Linked DNA regions of Rattus norvegicus: region 1 is linked to region 2. Evidence: chromatin contacts called from public Hi-C data. All regions are on one chromosome and are shown on one strand. Each heading gives the region's core, a stretch centred on a gene start, on an enhancer-like site or on the middle of the called end of the contact. The rest is flanking DNA. Distances are from core to core; before and after follow the strand shown. Region 1 holds the start of Nrf1 (nuclear respiratory factor 1). Region 2 holds the start of Ahcyl2 (adenosylhomocysteinase-like 2).

The links. A called contact is a pair of places that touch in the nucleus more often than the background predicts.
Region 1: a contact with region 2 is called in a Hi-C map of kidney, with 2.2 times the contacts expected there. The contact joins the promoter of Nrf1 here to the promoter of Ahcyl2 in region 2. A contact is called at or near these places in 2 of 12 Hi-C or Micro-C datasets (frontal cortex and kidney).

Annotation. Positions count from the first base shown.
Region 1 is chr4:59,627,912-59,633,871 of GRCr8, forward strand. Nrf1 (nuclear respiratory factor 1) reads left to right here and starts at 4,515. Exons shown (of 12, transcript NM_001100708.1): 1 at 4,515-4,589.
Region 2 is chr4:59,346,664-59,352,187 of GRCr8, forward strand. Ahcyl2 (adenosylhomocysteinase-like 2) reads left to right here and starts at 2,084. Exons shown (of 17, transcript NM_001173510.2): 1 at 2,084-2,473. The coding sequence starts at 2,105. It overlaps LOC120102483 (a long non-coding RNA gene), which reads right to left and starts at 1,938. Exons shown (of 2, transcript XR_005504143.2): 1 at 1,505-1,938.

The DNA.
Region 1 (5,960 bases), core at 3,265-5,764, 280 kb after region 2:
TCTCCTCAGTTACCAAGCAGTATTGACTTTTCCTCCGCTTACATTGGTCCTTTCCTCTCCATTTCTGTTAGCTTGCTCCACCCTAATTCCCACCAGCGAGGAAACTTCAGAACATCTCTCAGTGACTGATATGAAGACAGTATGGAAAAGATACGATTTGGGCACCTAGGAACGTGGGGGTCCTATGTTAACCAGCCATCTCTGCTCAATGAAGTCCCTGGAAACAATCATACAACCAAAAATGGAACTTAGTGATTAGATATCTGTTCCCAAGCTATCATGTAGACTAGGCTAGACACTGGTCATCTCAGTCTATTTCCCCACCCATTAATGTCCAAATGTCTTTTTTTTTTTTTAAAGACAATTTTTACTTTAACTTTTAAAAAATCTTACATCCATTGGTGTTTTGCCTGCATGTATGTCTGTGTGAGGATGTCAGATCCCCTGGAACTGGAGTTGCAGACAGTTGTGAGTTACCATGTGGGTGCTGGGAATTTGAACCTGGGTCCTCTGGAAGAGCAACCAGTGCTCTTAACCACTGAGTTTACTTCTTAGCAAGACAGAGTCACACCAAACTGGTTGGCGGGATTGCTATTTGTAGTCTCGGCCCAATGCTGGAGTTGCCCAAGCCCCTGTGTATAGCCCAGGGATTTGAAGGGTTTGTCCTTCTGTGTGTGTGTGTGTGTAATGATGCATGACATAGCTGAACTGCCTATTTGAATGCTAAAGACAGCTCTTGTCACCTCTCAATAATTTGAGGAAGCTGGCTTTTAATCTTCCAGGAAAATGGAATTTACTTCATAGTTTCTCAAGTTGAATGGAATTTTCTTCTGTTTTAGGGAGAGGTATAGCAGGGTAAATTTGCTCCCAGTCTGCCTCTCCCTGGAGGGGAGAAAGAGATAGATAAGAGTCTCCTATAGATCTCAGTGCCTCAACTCACGTTTGGTCCCCCAGGGAAGCTGCACTGTTAATGTCTTAGCCCTTGCTCAACATCGTCAAAAAGCTGTCACATTAAGTTAAACCTTGACACTCAAAGAGGCCATTAGGATCATCTACCTTAAAAATCATTGTGGCCATGCAAAGGTGTGCACAGCATGGCAGACACAAGGAGGTCAGAGGACAACTTTTGGGATTAGGGTCTCTGTGTCCATAGTGTGGTGCAGGTCTAGGGATTGAACTCAGGTTAATGTTTGCTTGATAGGCACTTTTGCCAGCAGAACATCCAGAGTCTTCCTCATCTACCTTTTTCCTTTCTGTCCTTGGAATGAGAAGACAAGAATAGAAAGAGAATGCCAAACTTGGTCATCCAACGAGCTCAGTCACAGCTCATCAGGTGGGTAAGGTGTCTGGGTGAAGGCTCCCAGAATTTCATGATAACCTAACCAATAAACTCAGAAAGAAGTAGGCAAGAGGATCGAGGATAACTGATGAGTAGAACAGAGCACGTCTGAGAACCTGTTGACATAAGATTTGCATACAAAGGACTTGGTGTGTTTGACCTTAGCAAGAAAACAAAACAAAAAACAAAACAAGAGGCCATTAGGATCTACTACCTTAAATAAAAATCATTGTGGTCATGCAAACATTACATTGTGACTGCCTTGCTGTACACAACATTTACAAATAAATAAAAAACCCTTCGACCAAGAGGCAGCCTTGACTTGCCAATACAAGAACCCCATTCTCATGCAAAGATCAGCCAGTTTGTCTTGGGGGCAGTAATTTCAATTTGTTTAGGATGCTTAATGTCATCCCAAACATGCTTAAGAAGGTACAGAACTAATATAAAGATGATGGAAAAGTCAAATCCATTTATAGCATTCATCCCAAGATATTAGCCCTGGTAATAAATATTCTGTGTAATTTAGTATTTTCTAATATTTGTAAAATTAGGACATTTGTAGTAGAAAATGTCAAGTTGCACAGAAGTTAATGCAGTCTGATGCTCTCTTTTCTTTATGGAATGTTGGCTGGCCACGGCCCACTGAGTTTCTCTTGTGTTTTGTGAGTCCGTGTGGAGTGCCCTTAAAAAGCTCTGGTAGGGGGCTGGAGAGATGGCTCAGCGGTTAAAGAGCACTGACTGCTCTTCCAGAGGTCCTGAGTTCGATTCCCAGCAACCACATGGTGGCTCACAACCATCTGTAATGGGATCCGACACCCCCTTCTGGTGTGTCTGAAGACAGCTACAGTGTACACATATACATTAAAAAAAAAAAAAAAGCTCTGGTAGGCCAGGATCAGGACTGGTTCTCTTGGTCTGATTTGTGTCGAGTACATCCACATGTTTTGGTTTCTTCATCTGTCAAATGGGACCATAGTGTCCTTACCTAACGGGCTCCAGTGGAGAATGAAAAGAGAGAGGGAGTGTGGGGGCTGGGGCGTTGCTCAGTTGTTTGTTTGCCTAGCATGTGTGAAGCCCTGGGTTCAATCCCCAGCACACATTAACTGAGCGTGGTGGCACAGGCCTGGTATCCCACCACTTGGGAGGCCAGGACGTAAGGCTTATGAGTTGACGGTCTACCTCAGGTACACAGTGGAGGTTAGGTCGGGCTACTTGAGCAGAGAAGGGAGATCATACAGCTGTAGCTGGTAAATCCCGTGTAATGAGGAAAGTTAAGGCACCCAGGCTTGGGGGATGAGGGATGAGAGCAATGTTGAGACCAAAGAAGTAACAAGCTGTTCTGATGGAAAGTTCTAGCAGGTGAAAAACGTTCTGAGCGGGGGTGGGGGGTAAGTGTTCCTTGATATATATGACCCAACGACTTCCTAATTCTTCTGTAGCCTGAGAGGGACATGGCAGATGAGGTCAGAGAGGGCACCGTGGGTGAGGTCACCAAAGTTCTCAAAGCCACCCTCAAGGACTTTAGATGTTAGACATCCCAAACAGGAACATGACACGATTTGCCCAAAAAAAAAAAAAAAAATTCAAGCTGAAGTGTGAAGAAGGGACTAGAGAGAGCAAGTCCAGTGGCTGGGAGGGTGGGAAGAGTCTAAGTGCAGCATCTGCCTAAGAAAGCAACCCGGACCAGAGTAAGAAAGATGGGCAACGACGCTTTCATTGGATGGCCAGGCACAGGGTACACATCTTCTCTAATCTCAGAACTTGGAAGTCAAGGGCAGGATAAAAATCTCTGAGTTAGAGGCCAGTCTGGTCTCTATGGTGAGTTTCAGGCCATCTAGGCATCTAGGGTTGCATAGTTGAGACCTGTCTCTAAAAAAAAAAAAAAAAAAAAATCGCAATCGTTGAGTATGTAAAACTGAGGCAAAGAGGAAAGAGTAGACATTCCTTCAGGGATGGGTGGTGTCAGTGACATCAGTTTAGAAAACATTAAGGGAAAAAGGCATCCAGTTAAGCTGGGCAGTGGTGCCCCTGGCCTTTAATTCTTTCTAGTGCTTGGGAGGCAGAGGCAGATGATCTCTGGGTTCAAGGCCAGCTTGGTCTACAGAGTGAGTTCCGGGACAGCCTCATCTAAACGGAGAAACCCTGTGTGTGTGTGTGTGTGTGTGTGTGTGTGTGTGTGTGTGCGCGCGCGTGTAAGGGGGGTTATACATAAAACAAAAGGCATGCAATTAAAAATTGTTTATTTGCTAAGCTGTTTTCTGACACCATGTGCGGCATTTTAAAATTATCTAGTGTGCATTAAATCTCCAGGAAGTGTTAAAAATGCAGGTTCTCGGAGTAAGTTAACACGTTAAGATTCTAGGTTTCAGTTGGAGCTGGCAATCAGCGGTTCTCATGGTGCTTCCTGATGACATAACAAAAGCAACCTAAACTACCCCTTGTCTCTAACCTCTTATTTTCTCACCGTCTACTCACTTATTAGGCATACAGCTAGGACACTCTATTGCTTCATGTACGCCCCAAGAAAGCAAGGGGAAGAACTTAATTTTTTATTAAACTTATTTTTTATTTTTTGGTTTGCTAACAGGTGCACTTCGGAGCACCCACAACAGCATCCAGTATGGAAAAGGGCTCCTTAGAAATGTTGGTCTAACGAACAAGAGAATAAATTACCATATTGCTTTGTATAAAACTTTCCCGTTTAAAGATCTGGTTAGGGCTTTGAGATAGAGAAGCAAAACTCATTCCAGAGTGGGGTCGAGGTGACGACGCAAGCCGTGCCGAGGAAACTGCGGGAGAAGCCCTTTGGAGCGGAGGTCCCACTTCCCCGCGCTCGGCACCGAGCGGAGGGCCCCTTCGGACTAGCAACCATTTTGGGCGGCATGATCTACTTCGCCGCCGCGTCCTCAATTTGCTCATCCAGTTACCCTCCTGGTTCCGGCCCCAGCCAGCGCTGCAGAGCGGCACCAGAGGCCGACGAAGCTGCCGGGGGCTGCGAGAGGGCTGCTGAAAGCCCCCTCCCTGGGGCCGCAGAGCTCGCCGGCCTCGCCATCATGGCGGTCTCCGGGCGGGGAAGCTGAGCCGTGCGTCGCGTGCGTGCCTCCTCCTTCCCCTCCCCCTCCTCGGCGGCGGCGGCGGCGGCAGAGGCGGCAGCGCTCGCCATTGCCGCTGGTGGCAGGAGGCTGCGAGGAGCCGGCGCGGTCGCAGTCTCCACGGCGCAGGCCCACGGTAGCGCAGCCGCTCTGAGGTGAGTGCCCTACCGCGCAATCTCCAGCTATTTCAGCCCCGGCGCAGCCGCAACACGCCGCCCGCCCGCCGGCCGGCCGGCCCGCCCCGCAGCCGGCACCCTGCCGCCCCCGGCTCGGGGCCTGGGCCCCCGCCGGATTCGGCCTGCCTGGGGCGGGGGACCCGGGCCCGGCCCAGCCAAACCGCCACCTCGAGGATGCGCAGGCCGCACTAGGCCCCAGGCGTCCTGGCGGGCTCGGGAGGGAGGCGGCTGCCCTCCCAAGAGCCCCGGGGTTCCGGCCTCCCCTACCGCCTCGGGTTCTCCCGGCCGCGGCCTCCTCCGCGCCGTGGAACCCCGGGCCTGGCCTTCCCCACGGGCTCGGGAGCGGGCGGCCCGGGAGAGCGCGCCCGGCCCGGGAGTGGGAGGTGGGTGGGCTGCGCGGGACCGGAGCGGCGGCTCGGCGCTCGCCCCCTCGGCTCTTCCCGGCTCTGGCCCGCCGGTGGCGCGGCGCGGCCGGGCGGGGCGCGGGAGTGGCTGTCTCTGGCGGGAGAGGAGGCTGGTGGTTCGGCCGGCGACCTCCGAAGCTTCCCTCCCGCCGGGGTGGCGTGGGATGGTTACCCAGGTGGACTGGGGGGCGCTGAATATGGCGCGCTGCCCACCTTCTTGCAAGTTGTGAGGAGGCGCCTAGGCGGCAGTTCGAGGAGGAGGGCGCAAAGTCCTTTTGTACGCAGAAATAAGGAGCGACATTGTGTTTTCCTCTACGGCGGAGATACCCACCGAGGGGCCTGGGTTCTGTCTCGGGACTGGCATGGTGGTCCCCGGGGTACAGGAGGGGGAGGTGGCGCACCCTTCGGAAGGATCGGAGCCTTTGCCTGGGTTAAAACAGGGAGTCTGGGATGGTCTTGTGCTTGATTCTTTCCCATATCCTCAGGCTTTCGTGGATTCATGGGTTTGCCATTGCATGTTCTGTAGTGATGTCCACTGTTTCTCACCTGTTGTGTCGTTGCTGCTGGCCCCAAACTTTGTTTGATGCATCTGACTGTCCACCAGAACTTGAAATTGTTAAGCATATTAATGTTGTTAGAGCTTCAAAGGATATCTGCTCTGACCAGTTGGAGGAGCTGTTAACAGGTCATCCCATCTTCCCAACCATTAAAATATCTTGTACTAATTGCTTATGTTAGAGTTGGTATCAGTTGGGCCGAATTCTTTAAGTAGGCAGAGCACAATTCACATTTTAGTCAGCGTTTAAACTCCATTTTTTGGGAGAAAGTTGGTGGGAGTGAACCTGTCAGTTGGGACAGTGCTCTGAACGAGAATGGGTACAGCTTTTGTCCTTGGGGGAGTGGTCCTTTTCCCAGTCTTCATCAGACTTAAAAAAAGCAGTCTTAA
Region 2 (5,524 bases), core at 834-3,333:
ATTTCTCCAGCCCTGTCTTATTCTTGCTTAGAAAAAAGTAGATTCTCTCATGATGAGCTGGCCAGTGGTCTGAGGGAGCTTTTAGGGCTGTTGTCACTTTCTGAGCAGTCACAAACTGTGATCCTCTTTGCCTCAGTTTCTTTAGGAATAAAAAAGCCTACTTCATAATATGCTAAAAGAGTCAACCACATGTTAAGGCTTTTTTCCCCCTTTAGGTAATATTCACATAAAAATTTAAAGACTGTGCAATAAAAATAATTTTTAAGCTCGTGTATACATGTGTGTCTGTACGACCAGAAGAGGGGGTCACATCCCCTGGAGCTGGCGTTACAGGTGGTTGTGAGTTCCCCAATGTAGTTGTTGGGAACAAATCCAGTAAGGGCTCCGAAGTTCTGAGCCAACTCTCTGACCCCTAGAAAGTGTGGTGTTGTCTCTTGCTTTTTGGTTTAATTTGCTTCCTTTCTTCCCTCCTTTCAAGTATGAGTGCTCTAGCAACTTGCACATCTGCATGTCAGAAGAGGGCATCAGACTGCATACTATAGATGCTTGTGAGTCACCAGGTGGTTGCTGGGAATGGAATTCAGGATCTCTGGAAGAGCTTGCCCTTAACTGATAAGCCATCACTCCAGCCCCAGTCTAATTCGTTGTTGTTATTGTTATCTCTTCACGGCCCTCACCCCTCCCCGACAGGGTTTCTCTGTGTAGTCTGGCTGTCCTGGAACTTGTTCTATAGACCAGGCTGGCCTTGAACTGCATGCCTTTGCCTTCCAAGTGCTGGGATTAAAGGCATGTGACACAACTGCCTGGCGTTTAGTCCAATTTTTAAAATTATAAACATTTCCTTTTATCATTAAAAGATTATTGGAGAACAATTCTTACAAGAAAAAAATCTATCGTCAGTAGAACATTAGTTTCAGGTAACTTTCTTATTTTTATGCCAGGGTTTGGCTAAGCAGTCAAAGATAACCTTAACAAACTTTTGATTCTCAGGTCTCAGTCTCCTGAGTGTTGGGATTACCCTATGACCTACCCAGTAGGTACACAATTTTATTTTATTTTTGTTATTAAAAATAAAACTGATCAACAGTTAAGAGAATTCGATGCCCTTTTAGAGGACCGAGGCCCCATTCCCAGTACCCAGATATCATCTTAAACTCTAACTCTAGTCCTTTAATTACATGTGTGCGGTGGAATGAAAGAAAATTAACTTTAAAAAAAAAAAAAAACCAAACCAGGGTCTTGCTTCATGGCTCAGCTGACCTTGAACTATTATTACTGGTGATACATGCTTCAGATGTTCAAATTACTGCTGCGTACTCCACCCTACCTTGACGAGATTTCTTTCTTTCGGGGTTTGATTTTAGTTTCTTAATTCAAGAGTACGCCAGAAATCATGGCAGCAGGAAATGGCTTATTTGATTTCTTCTAGAAACCATCCCACTGAAGAAAGGCTCCGAACGGAGCAAAACCATGCCTTCTCGCCTGCAGCCGGAATTCAACTCACCTGACATGCCGCTTTTCCTTTAAAGACCGCCCGCACGATCGCACACATGCGCACACCCCGGAGGAAATTCACGCCGGCAAGGGAGCGAGTCATTCTTCCCCCACTTTCCCTGGGGTTTCTGGCATTCCTTTCCGGAAACCGCAACCCCTCTGGAGACATTTTCCTCATCTATTCCGTCGCGTCATCCGTTTTTATACTTTTCTGTTAGTCGCTGTCCTGGGAGTTCCCTCTCCACAGACTACTACTTTCCAGAGGAAGGCCAAAAGGACTACAACTACCAGGGGACTCTGCGGCCTGTCCGCCCCCCCGCGCGCGCAGTGCAAGTTGGGTTCTGAGGTCCCACGATCTTCTAGTCGCGTGCAGCCCGGAGCAAGCGCACTACAGGTTCCGTGGCGCCTCGCGTGTGAGTCAGACAGGGGTGGGGCGGGGCTGGAGAGGCCGGGCTGGCGGCGAGAGAGCGGGCGGAGGAAGGGGGTGGGAGCGCAGGCGATGGAGGGGAGGAGTGGGGGTATGGGGGAGGGAAGGGGAAGGGAGGCGGGAGGCGGGGCCGAGTGGGAGCTGGAGCTAGAGTCAGAGTCGGCGGTTGCAGTGGAGGCGGTGATGTCGGTGCAGGTTGTGTCAGCAGCGGCTGCCGCCAAGGTGCCTGAGGTGGAGCTGAAGGATCTGAGCCCCTCTGAGGCGGAGCCTCAGTTAGGACTGAGCACGGCGACCGTGGGCGCCATGGTACCCCCAGCGGGTGGCGGGGACCCAGAGGCTCCAGCTCCAGCTCCCGCGGCAGAGCGGCCCCCGGCCCCTGGCCCGGGCTCGGGGCCCACCGCGGCTCTCAGCCCTGCGGCAGGGAAGGTCCCTCAAGCGTCGGCCATGAAGCGGAGCGACCCTCATCACCAGCACCAGCGGCATCGCGACGGCGGCGAGGCCCTGGTCAGCCCCGACGGCACGGTCACCGAGGCGCCGCGCACGGTCAAGAAGGTACTGGGGTCGGGCTGCCTCTCTTCTCGGAGAGGCGGGGAGGGCGGGCATGGGAGCGGCGGCCCTTCACGGCACCGCAGCACCCCGTTCCACACCCTCTAGGTCGTGGAGCCGAGAGTCTTTTCCCACCCTTGAACCCGCTCTTAGAGCGGCCGCCACCCGGTGCTCCGCTGAGAAGCGAAGCCTCCAGGTACCACGGGCAGACTTCGCTACTAATAACATGGAGGTAGCGCCCTTCTCTACTACTTGAACGAGGCAGGGGAGGAGAAGCACCTACTACTACACCCCCCGCCTCCAGCACACTCCGCGTGTAATTTTCCGGGCTGTTCCGCGGCATAGAAAAACCTTCCCTCCAGCGATAAGGATAGTAAGATCTTTTTCCTTGGGGAACGAGGAAGCAGTAGTTAGCTCTCATGAGAGCTCAGGAAACCCTCTGAGTTGCCCGGCTTCTGCACAGATGATGACTTTCTGCCTTTCTGTGGCCAACAGCTTTCCACAGGGTAGTACTGATCTGTGCCCTTCCTTTCTAGCCATTGCAATTCTCTTGTACTGTGATTGGAGAAGGGTAATGGAGAGATGCTTCGTTCACTCTGAAGAGGTCTCTAGGATTACTAGATTGTATCTGAGGAGAATGCCTATTTCATTCCTATCCTTATTGTGAGAAGAAAGTGTTAGGAAGAAATGCCTGCTACTTTTGGAAAGTAATCATTTGGAGCTGTCAGCTTCCTTCTTGAACAGACACGTGTAATGATAATACCCCCCATATTATTTATATATTGGCTATAACCTTTACCCCCCTCCCCTCATTTTAGCTCCCATTTATCGATGCTAAGTCGGCACAAGAGGAAAAAGACAAGAGATGTGGATCATCTAAAAAAAATATGGCTTTCATTTCCTGGAAACAATATGAACACCATAATTTATATTTTTTTCATTATGATAGGTACATTTTGTTCTGTCAGAACAACAATAAAAAAGATATGAAGTGTACATTAGGTTTACTATGTAGAGTTTAGGTGAACCTTGGATCCAGCAAAACATTTTGTTGTAATTATCTCATGACTTAGAGCAGTTAACTTTTTCATTCTGACTTCTCAAAGGTAGTGCTAAATGATGTCAGAGGCAAGACTGAAGGAAACTAACAGTGCTTTAGGACATGCTTTGTCCTTTGCAGCTTGGTGTGTCGTCCTCCCCTCTCCTTGCAATTATAGTTAAGTGGAGGAATTACACTTAAAAGAGGCAGCCTGGGCTAGGGCTGGAAGTACTTAGGTCAAAATTAGGAAATCCAAAGCATATTTCTCATGAGTTAAGATGGCCTGTAACTTTGGCCAAATCTTTTTCTTGTGACTATTTCTTCTAAAGTTTGTAATTTAGTTCTTTTAAGGATAAAATGTTTAATAAGTTACTTTTAGAGTGAAGTTTACACTTAGGTACAGACCTGGGTTTGAATATAGCACTCCCTCCCTAGTATTAACTTTTGAATAATTTGCAAATTGTATAAAGTAATTTCTTCTATAAAATGAGGGTATTAGTTATAATTCAGGATTGAAAATGTTTGTGGTCATCACATAGAACTTGGTACCTCTAGTAGAATCTTGATAACTTATTAGAATTTATTGTTTCTCTCCTCATTTTTTTAAGTGTATGTTACTGTGATCTTCTCTGGAAAAATATACATATTAGTAATAGTTCAATAGATTCTGTATAAAGAATTAAAAAAAATGCACAGGCCAGTACCCTAGAGTCTGTTATTTAATTCTAAATGTGCTTCTTGGACTCTTTCCTTGTTGCTGAGCCACCTTCTTCTTCTTCTTTTTTTTTTTTTTTTTTTTTTTAATAAGTCTCAAAATCATGTTCCATGATTCTAGATTTACTCAGCAGCCTCAGGGCTGCTTGCCGACAGGGCCGAGCTTGCCTCACACTTGCAACCTCACCAAAAGCCCGTGTTATTTGGTGAACACTCAGCAGGTAAAGTCCTGGGCAAGGATGCATCTGTGTGACCTAAGTAAGCACATTGCTGAGCTTGGCTTCTCTTTTTTTTTTTTTTTTTTTTTTACCCCCACTCGCCTTTCTCTTGTCTTGTTAGGGTCTCAATCTCTGTAGCCCAGGCTACCTGGAACTAAGTAGCTGAGGCTGGCCTCTGTAATCTTCCTGCCTCAGCCTTCTGAGCACTGAGATAGCAGGTGTATGGCACCACACCTGGCCTGAACTTTTGTCTGTCTTTCTTTTTTTAAGACAAGGTCTAGGGCTGTAGACGTGGCTCACTCGATAGCAGGCAAGAAGCTCTGGTTCGATCCACAGAAACATATAAACCAGACACAGAGGTGCTCAGCCGTAACCCCCATACTGAGGACAAGAGAACCAGAAGTTCAAGGTCATCCTTAGCTATATAGTGAGTTTGAGGCCAGCCAGGCTGGCTTTGAACTCATGAACTTTTGTGTCAGCTTCCTGTGTGCTGGGATTTGAAGTTTGTACCACATTTGACTTGCAGTTTTTAAAGAGCATAATCTCAAGTTTTCTTAATAGTGAATTGACTACATTTTCTCTATGTAGATGTCACTCAAGGAAAGACTGAGCTGTTTTGATTTGTTAAGCCTTTCTTGTTTCTCAGATCATCTTGATAAGTCTTTCTGTTCTTGACTCCCTACTGCTTTGTTAAAAGTGTGTGGAGGGATTGGGTATTCTAGGAACAAAATAGTTGCCTTTAGCTGTGTAAATGGTGACTGTTGCTTTTATTTTTTAATTAACAGAAATCTTATTTCCATTTCCATTGATGTTTCTCTTTTCCTGTCTTTGTACCAGTTGTCATTTTTTGGTTCTGTTACTCTGGTCAGCCTCACAAAGGAAGTACGTAAGAGTCAGACCGCTCAAGTTCAATTGTCATAAGAATGAACATGATGGGGAACAGTTTGCTTGGTCACATTTTACTTTTGGCCCTTGCCTTCATCCTGTAACTTGTACTCTATAGTCAGATCTTGTCATTGTGGTTATGAGACTTGTATTTAAAGTTTTTCTCCATAAGCATACTTTAAGTGAACTCAGTAAATATCT